2 separate regions of the Pan troglodytes genome follow, and region 1 is linked to region 2. A link is a contact called in public Hi-C data. All regions are on one chromosome and are shown on one strand. Each heading gives the region's core, a stretch centred on a gene start, on an enhancer-like site or on the middle of the called end of the contact. The rest is flanking DNA. Distances are from core to core; before and after follow the strand shown.

Evidence for each region. A called contact is a pair of places that touch in the nucleus more often than the background predicts.
Region 1: a Hi-C map of stem cell-derived neural progenitor cells shows a contact between it and region 2, with 2.5 times the contacts expected there. The contact joins the promoter of PDIK1L here to the promoter of LIN28A in region 2. A contact is called at or near these places in 1 of 7 Hi-C or Micro-C datasets (stem cell-derived neural progenitor cells) and 1 of 1 datasets of contacts at active chromatin or transcription factors (stem cell-derived excitatory neurons).

What each region holds. Positions count from the first base shown.
Region 1 is chr1:204,856,348-204,860,861 of NHGRI_mPanTro3-v2.0_pri, reverse strand. PDIK1L (PDLIM1 interacting kinase 1 like) reads left to right here and starts at 1,998. Exons shown (of 3, transcript XM_001137143.7): 1 at 1,998-2,256.
Region 2 is chr1:204,557,456-204,562,005 of NHGRI_mPanTro3-v2.0_pri, reverse strand. It overlaps LIN28A (lin-28 homolog A), which reads left to right and starts at 2,362. Exons shown (of 4, transcript XM_016956893.4): 1 at 2,362-2,646; 2 at 3,110-3,306. The coding sequence starts at 2,616.

The DNA.
Region 1 (4,514 bases), core at 749-3,248, 300 kb before region 2:
GGCGCAGTGGCTTGACCTCGGCTCACTGCAACCTCCGCCTCCCAGGTTCAAGAGATTCTCCTGCCTCAGCCTCCCAAGTACCTGGGACTACAGGCAAGTGCCACCACACCCGCCTAATTTTTGTATTTTTAGTAGAGACAGGGTTTCACCACATTGGCCAGGCTGGTCTTGATCTCCTGACCTCAAGTGATCCGCCCACCTCGGCCTCCCAAAGTGCTAGGATTACAGGTGTGAGCCACCATGCCAGGCCTCTTCCACATAGCTTTTCATGGCTGCATAGTACTTTATCCTGTGTATGTACTATAATTTATTCAACCAGTTCTTTATCATTAGACATGTGAGCAGTTTCCAATCTTTTGCTATTCATTAATGCCATAATGAACAGCCCTGTACATACAGGTTTGTTGTTTTGTGTGTGTGTGTTTGCCAGTATATTACTAGGATAGATTCCTCGAAATCTAGTACTTGATCTAGGGTTACTGGATCAAATAATATTGCTATATATTGCCAAATTTCCTTGTTAACTGTTATATCACTTTGTCTTCCCACCAGCTATGTATGAGAATGCTAGCCTTAGGTGTATTTTGATACCATATCAGATTGAGGAGGCTGCAGAGATGAATCACAGACAAGGTTCCTGCCCCTAGGAATTCTCAGTCCTCCAGGAGGCCTACAGGCTAAAAAAAACGACGTAACATAATAAGCAGGAGGCAGATTTACCTTGAAACTAATGAATCTTAAGCTTCAGAGTCCTTTACTTATAGGGACCCTTTCCAGTGTTCCAGATATGTGTTCACAGGGCCATTTTATAACATTTTTCCTCAGGAGGACACCCCAAATTATTTAAGTTTCAGGTCCCACAAGATCTAAACCCCCCTCACAGACTTAACAGTGAGCCTAAACTGGGGGCGAGAGTGGATTTCAAATCTCATCTGCAGCTGACTTAAGAGCAAGGGTTCCTATGATATTTAATGACTGAGACAAAATGAAAACGCTACTTTGATCGAGAGAGAGGTCCCTCCCCTGATTCGGATCAATAACCCACACAGGTAGTTAGCTGTCTACGCAGAGCCTTCTATATTTTCCCTCTACTTTTGAGGGCGGGAAATAAGTCTTGGCTGACACCAGTGTTTCCAGCAAACAGCTGAAGACTTGACACTTGGATGGCACTCAGGACAAAAATCTGAACAGATTACAGAACGGTTGTTGTTTTTTTTTTTTTAAGGGGAGGGTGTGTTACACCAGGAATGGGTATTCAAGGTAGACACATCTCAAAACAGACACTTCAGTGAGAAGAGGCAGAGGTGTTTCCTCACCTGTAAAAACAGGATAATAAAACCTACTCTTGTGGGGTTTGGTTAGGATTAAGCAAGATCATTTATATAAAGACCTAACCCAGTGCCAGACTCTCGGGAGAAGGGGCATAAAGGACAGAAAATAAAATGGGTTGATCTTTGAGCACAGCGACAGGGATTCTTTGTACATCGTGCCTTATAGAGCGAGCGCTGGGAGGAGGAATCATCACCCTGCTGAGAAGTAATGGGTGCAGAATAAATCGAGTAAGAAGGAATGGACTTTTCTGGCGGATGCTTACTGATCTAACAACTGGATGACTGACGAATGCGGTCCTAAGTGACCCCGGGCTGGCTGTGGGGCCAACAGCGTGCGGGATCTGACTAACAGCGTGTGGCAGCCGAGTGACTGCAGCAGCGGCGGGGACCCCATTGACTGTCCAGCCCCGAGAGCGGCAGGAGCGCGGTGGATCCTGGCTCGGACCAAGGCCTCTCCCCTGCGCCGACTGCAGACCAACCCTCCACCAGGAGCCTCGGTGGGGGGGGCGCTGCGGGCGCCGCAGCCAGGTGCAGGCGCCGCCGCGCCCTCACTCCCCACGCCGAGGAGGTGGCCCTGGCTCCCTGCGGCCGCGGCCGGGGAACAATGAGGCGCCGGCCTCTTTAAGGGAGATACCACCGCGCCGACGGGGCAGGGGACGGCATCCTCCCAGATGATCGCACCCAGCCCCGCGCCGCCGCCGCCGCCGCCGTCTCGGCAACTGCACCGCCCGCAAACATGGCTCAGTGACTCGGACAAAAGCTGCAGTCTCCCTCCCGGCGGGGCGGACGCCAGGCCTCCTTGGTCGGGCCGCACCTCCCCGCGGGCCCGCCAAAGAGCACCGCGCCCCGCAGGCACCCGAGACCCGCGCAGAAGATGCACCGGGCGTTCCACCCCAGCGAGCCCCGCACCCCAGCCCGCAGCTCGGTAGGTCGGAAGGGGGCGGGTAGGGGGAGGGGAGGCCGCCGCCGGGCGCGCGCAGCCCCAGGCCCGGACCTGCCGCTGCAGACCGTCCCCGGGGCCGCGGGCCCTGAGCGCCCGCTGCGGCTGGAGGGTGGCCGAGCCCCGGCGTGGCGTGGCCTCGCGGTTCCCGAGCCCGGCCACCCCTGCGGGGAGCAGCACCAGTGGTGCGCTCCGGAGCGCGCACACCTCCGACGACTCCCGGCTCCGCAAATCCTCGAGAGAGGGAGGAGGCGAGCGGAGCGCCGGCCGCGCGCCTCGTCGGTGGCGCGGAACGTCCCGGCTCGCGCTACGGAAAGCCGGAGGGGGGCGGGGCCGTCGGCGTAAGGGGGTGTGTCCGCGCGCACCACGGGGGCGCGCGCCGGCTGCTGACTGGAGGCGGCGGCAGCGGAGGCGCGAGCTGCCCGATAATGGCGGCCTGCAGAGCCCATGAGAGGGAGAAGCGGCAGCGTCTACCCTGAGGTAAATCTGGCCCTTCGGCGTGGCGGAGAGGTCTTGCTGCAGAGCCGACGGCCCTGCATGTGCCTCCCTCCCTGGGAGGCTTGTCACAGACCTGTCAGCGGAGTCATCCTGGGGAAGGCCCTGCGCTCCTCAGGCCACCGACCCCAGTCGCGGCCTCCTCTCATACCGGGGCCACCTCCCCCCGGCCCTCAGCCCCCAGCCCCGAGGAGTTGAGGCAACTGCAGGGCTGGCTCCTCAGAGCGAAGGGGCTCGGGAGGCTCCCCTCCGGGCTTCATCTGAGCACGGCCGAGGAGGGGGAGGGCCTGACACTTGGCCAATGAGCGCGGCCTGAGCCGCCGCGTCGGGCAACACCTCTGGCCGCGACTGGCCCTTCCCGGGCGCCGGCAGGTGTCTGGCCTGGCCGGCTCGCGTCCCAGCGCCTGGTTAGAGCAGCGGGAGCGAGGGCCCGCCACTTTCGGTCGAAAGTCACTTAGGTTCGCACCGGATGCATCATTGGATCCGGGATCCCACGGGTTTCATAAACACCCCTCTCCTCCCTATTCAGGAAGGTGCTCTTCCCCATGGGGACTGTACCAGGCTGGAGAGGACATGGCACTGCTTCAGAGACACGAACCACCTTGAGTGGATGTGATTGGCGATCCCCGTAGAGCAGGAAAGCTCGTCTGCTGTGCAGCCGGCGCAGAGGATTCTGTGGCAGGAAATTAGACACTAGGAAATTCAGTAGCGATTTGAAGGGTGGGTGTCCAGTTAGAGGAAGTGGGACTGAACACAATCTCAGAAGTCATTTCTTTTTATTAAATCTATCCTGTAGACTTGAAGTAGTGGATCCCAACTTCTCAGGCTCTAGGGTCAGTAGCCTTTTGCTTCCCCAGCTGTACAGAATAAATATTGTACAATCTCAGGTTACTTTTCTAGCCCGTGGTCACAATCTACAAATGAGAATTCGTTCATGAAGTTGGTTATAATCTAGAAATGCTTTGGGCACTGAGGAAGCCCACTTTAGACTTTCTCCATTCAACACATGAGCATTTCTGTGCAGGGCCTTTGCCCTCGCCTTTAAACCGTTCAGTAAGTTGAATTCCCAAGAACTCTGTCAGAGAGCCCCTTGATATGCAGGATCTTTGTTGGCAAAAATGACCTAGAACTAAATAGATATTGTTTACTCCAGCTGTCTTATGATTAGGAAAAAGGAAACATAAAAATTTTAAAATAGCTATTGTTAAATGACTACAAAAAGGTAACTGTATTCTAAGTATCCAAGTAGCTTACTTTATTTTTAAGTAAATGTTTCTGGCCGGGCGCGGTGGCTCACGCCCGTAATCCCAGCACTTTGGGAGGCCGAGGCGGGTGGATCACGAGGTCAGGTGATCGAGACCATCCTGGCTAACACAGTGAAACCCCGTCTCTACTAAAAAATACAAAAAAATTAGCCGGGTGTGGTGGCGGGCGCCTATAGTCCCAGCTACTCGGGAGGCTGAGGCAGGAGAATGGCGTGAACCTGGGAGGCGGAGCTTGCAGTGAGCCGAGATCAAGTCATTGCACTCCAGCCTGGGAGACAGAGCGAGAGAGCGAGACTCCGTCTAAAAAAAAAAAAAAAAGAAACGTTTCTTTTCCACAAACTTTATTTTCATTATTTTGTAAGAAATAAGGAGATGACATAAGAGACAAAATTAAAATATGAATAGATAGAGTTTGGCCACTTACTTTTACATAATGAAAACAAACATTTTCAGTTCTATAAATGATTTGGTTCACTTTCAGGC
Region 2 (4,550 bases), core at 1,113-3,612:
ATCTTAGGCCGGGTGCGGTGACTCACACCTATAATCCCAGCACTTTGGGAGGCTGAGGCGGGCAGATCACTTGAGGTCAGGAGTTCAAGACCAGCCTGGCCAACATGGTAAAACCCCGTCTCTATAAAAATACAAAAATTGGACGGGCGTGGTAGCATGTGCCTGTAATCCCAGCTACTCGGGAGGCTGAGGCACGAGAATTGCTTGAACCCAGGAGGCGGACATTGCTGTGAGCAGATATCGTGCCACTGCACTCCAGCCTGGGTAACACAGCAAGACTCCGTCCCCCAAAAAAAGTGTCTTCATTCATCTGAAATGTGTCAGTGTTACCACAGCGGGAACCGGCATTGAGAAAAATCAGGTTTTCTGGGAAAGACTTGGAGGTGGGAACTCAAGAAGTTATTCTCAAAACTGTGAGCTGGGAACCAAGACAGCGTGACTCAATTCAGCACCGTGGACAGAGCTACTGGAGCCCTCAGTACCCTGGACAGAGAAGCAGGCCGCGCATTCCCGGGGAACCGAATTCGCATCACTTGAGAACCCACCTAGAGAAGCCAGAGCGTTCAACTCCCCTTTCCCTCCCTTTTCTTCAGCCAGACCTCAGCCACTTGCTCCTGAGTCTTAGGAACAGAGGTACACGGAGCGAATATATTTTAAGTGTGCCACTAACAGCGGGAGATAAGACTTTTGGGAGGGGAGAATTATGTAAATAAAAATGGCTTTGGCTGATGTACTAGGAGAACTCTTGATAATTCTAAATTAGAGTCCTCAGTTGGGAGTCGGGCACTGCTAATAATATTTGTTAACGATATGTATTTTTTAGGCGGAGCAGCAAAGGGCCACTCTTGTCCTTTTTACCCCACGAAGTCCCACCTCCCATTCCTTACGCTCAAGTTTTCATTTCTTGGAGAGCACCCCGTAGGAGAGAAAGGGAAATAACTTCTGCAGTCTCTTGCTTTCCTCCCCATCTTCCCCTTCCCTACCCCCACTCATCCGGTCTCTCTGAAATACACATGTGCCCACATCCGCGCGTGCACACACACACACACACACAAACACACACACAGAGCCACAGCGTGAGAATTCCAAAAGGTTCTGCACACTCGGTGGAGAAGATTGAATTCAGAGCAAGCGGATGCCCCCGAAAGCAGGCTCTGTCCCTTTAAATGGGTTGTAGTGGTGGGGGAGGGGAACTGGCCGGAGCTGGCATTGTCCAGTTTGAACTGAACACCGGAAGTGAAGGGGCAGGGCCAGGGCCGTGCACTGAGACCCGGGCCATTGTCCATCTCCGACCAGGGCAGTAGCCACCCCCACTAGCCAGCCGTCTTTATCTCCTAGAAGGGGAGGTTACCTCTTCAAATGAGGAGGCCCCCCAGTCCTGTTCCTCCACCAACCCCACTATGGAATGGGAGCGCATTTTAGGGTGGTTACTCTGAAACAAGGAGGGCCTAGGAATCTAAGAGTGTGAAGAGTAGAGAGGAAGTACCTCTACCCACCAGCCCACCCAGTCCCTCTCTCAGCAGTGGATGGGGATGGGATGGGGGTAGGACGAGAAGGCAGCTGGTGGAGAAACAGCTTCAAGACTCTTTGGATTCCTCCTGCTCTCCTGGGAGCTTACCTGGGGCTAACTTTAGACACACAGGTTTGGAGGGAGGAAAGAAGGAAGAATTCTTTACAAAGAATCAATTAAGAGCACTTTCTCTTTTCTAACTGGGGGAGGCCCAGAAAAACTCTGAGTCAGAAACTCTGGGAGGCAGACATTCAGATGTAGTCAGAGGCAGACAGACTTTGGAAGGCAGCGCTTTGGTCAGGACAGATCAGCCCTGTGTGTCCCCAGCCTCTCCCCTGCTCCCCCATCCCGGGCTTCCCAGTGTCCAGAACTCCAGGTCTATCTAAGCACACGGGGGTGGGGGGTGAGAGCGGGTCAGCTCCAAGCAGCCGGGTCAGCTCAGAGGCCTGAGGGGGAAGAGAGGGGGAGGGGCGCTCAAGGGCTGGGGGAGGGGGAGGGCCCATTCATTTCTCCCTTGACAGGTGGTTTGTGTTTCTGATTGGCCAGCGCCGCCAGGCTCACACCTCCCTCCCCCAACTCTCTGGAATGTATAATTATCTGCGCGGGGGGTGGGGGTGGTGTATGTGTGTGCAGTCACGTGGTTTTAAAACTACCCCCCCCACCAGGTCCCCCACCTGTATCTGCTTTGGGGATCCCTACTGAGTCCAAAGTGCAGGATCCCAAATTCTGGGGTACTCAAGTCTTCTAGGGCAGACAGACCCATCTCCAGATGTGCGTGTGGGGAGGGGGTGTCAAACCTCAAGGTTCTGAGAAGGGACACCCCAGAGGTGTCAGAGACCGGAGTGGTGGGGGAGGGCCGGAGCTGGAGCCGGAGGGAAAGGGAGGGGAAAGGAGAGGGAGGGGAGGGGAGGGGGCTGCCCGCGGGGGGTTGGGTCATTGTCTTTTAGAATTTGGGAGCCTTTGAAAAGCCGTGGGCCCTCCCACCGCTATTGTGCGGGGGAAGATGTAGCAGCTTCTGCTCCGGACCAACCCTTTGCCTTCGGACTTCTCCGGGGCCAGCAGCCACCCGACCAGGGGCCCGGGGCCACGGGCTCAGCCGACGACCATGGGCTCCGTGTCCAACCAGCAGTTTGCAGGTTCGAGCTCGGGACTTAGCGGGGACACTTTAGGATTCAGGGGCGGCCAGGAGCCACGTAGAAGGGAGGTGGGGAACTGAGTCCTATGCTGCCCAAAGGACCCCAAGACGGTGCGGCCTTCTGCTTCATAGGGCCGTCTCTGGGGCAAGGAACCTTGGTGTCCCAGTGGCGTGCGCGCCAGACTACGTGGGTGGATGGAGGGGAGAGGCTTGTCCCGCCGTGAGTCTCTGGGAAACGCGTTGTGGGAAGAGGAGCAAAACTTTCGGGGCACTGCTGTCCCGGTGTACGCTAGGGGAACGCGGGAGGCGACCGGGATAGGTTTCTTCTCTTCTGTTGCTTGGTAGCTGACCCCTCCTGGCTGTCCACTTGTGGGGCTGGACACTCGGGTCTCCCTGCCTGGGGCCCGAGACGGCCCTCTGATCCCGTGCCCCCCAGCTAAGTGCCCGGCCCTCCCTCTCTCCAGGTGGCTGCGCCAAGGCGGCAGAAGAGGCGCCCGAGGAGGCGCCGGAGGACGCGGCCCGGGCGGCGGACGAGCCTCAGCTGCTGCACGGTGCGGGCATCTGTAAGTGGTTCAACGTGCGCATGGGGTTCGGCTTCCTGTCCATGACCGCCCGCGCCGGGGTCGCGCTCGACCCCCCAGTGGATGTCTTTGTGCACCAGGTGAGACTGATTCCGGTAACTTTGCCCAGGGAAGGGCGTCTAGGCGCCCATATCCACGGGTGGGCTCCGGGCTCGCAGTTGAATTGAGGGCCATCGGGAGCCCTCATTATACGTCCCTGTCTTTGCTTCGGCACCCCAATTCTGAGTCCCTGTTAACTATCTCGTGGGGGAGTAGTGGGAGGCAGCACCAATTATCAGCACCCCCGCCCCCTTCCGGGAACCCCTCCGGCTTACCACGTGTCTATTACCTCTTTCCCCTGGGAAGGGGCAGGGGGCAGGGAGGTGACCCCATGTGGCAGAAACTAAGGTTGTATTGTGCTTGCCGGTGGGGGGAGGGCGAGCAGGCCGGCCAGGGAAGCACATGCCGGGCCTGAGCCGGGAGCCCAGCTCCTCCAACGTCTGAATGGAGCTCAGAAGGCGGGAGAGAGTGAGGGCAACTGGCTACTGGACCCAAGGGGCATAAAGCCGAGAAGTCAGCCTCATCCCCTTTTTAATGCAGACCTCACCTGGCTGGTCACTAAAAACTGGGTTTGGCAGATCCCTGAAGGATCCCTGTGGGGGCTTGAAAGCTCAGGACTGGGGTCTTTGCTGTCCAGTTCCCGTGAGGAAGGAAAACCCAAAGAGCCCAGGCCTTCCTTACATTCCTGGGCCAGGCTGGGAGGGAAGTTGGTAGGTCACAACCCCAAGTTCTCAGTTAAAGCAGGGCAGCACAGTAGGGGGTGAAATTCAGTGTCGCAGGGCAGGGGGTGAAGGGAGGCTGGCCTCTGGTCCTATTCTCCGCTTGGCATTTATGGCCCCAGACAGCCATTGATTGCTGTCTTAACATTCCTGGCCTCAAACAAGGAGCCAGAGACTTCAGGTCTCCCTCCTCCCAGGCTTCCCCTTCCTGAATATCCTAGAGGCATTCCGGTGGTCCTGGGCCACCAGCTACCCATAAAGACCATGGAAAGGAAGTTGCTTGCTGCCTATGGCCCTTCCATCTTTGGAGGTTTGGAGCTGGATCTGGAAAGAAGAAATTGCTAATCCCAGATCGTGTAGGTTGACACCCAGGCCGGGCAGGGAGGGGTTACTTAAGGGAGGTTGGCTTTAGGAGGTGTGGGGGAGGGGAAAGGAGGATGTGGGGATTAAGGGTTGGAGCCTGAAGGGATGGCATTCTTTGGGGGAGGGGTAGGGAAGGGAGATGCTGGGTAGACTAGTTGGAGGCAGCAGGGACGTCTTTGAGCACAGCCTTCAGTGAGGAACAA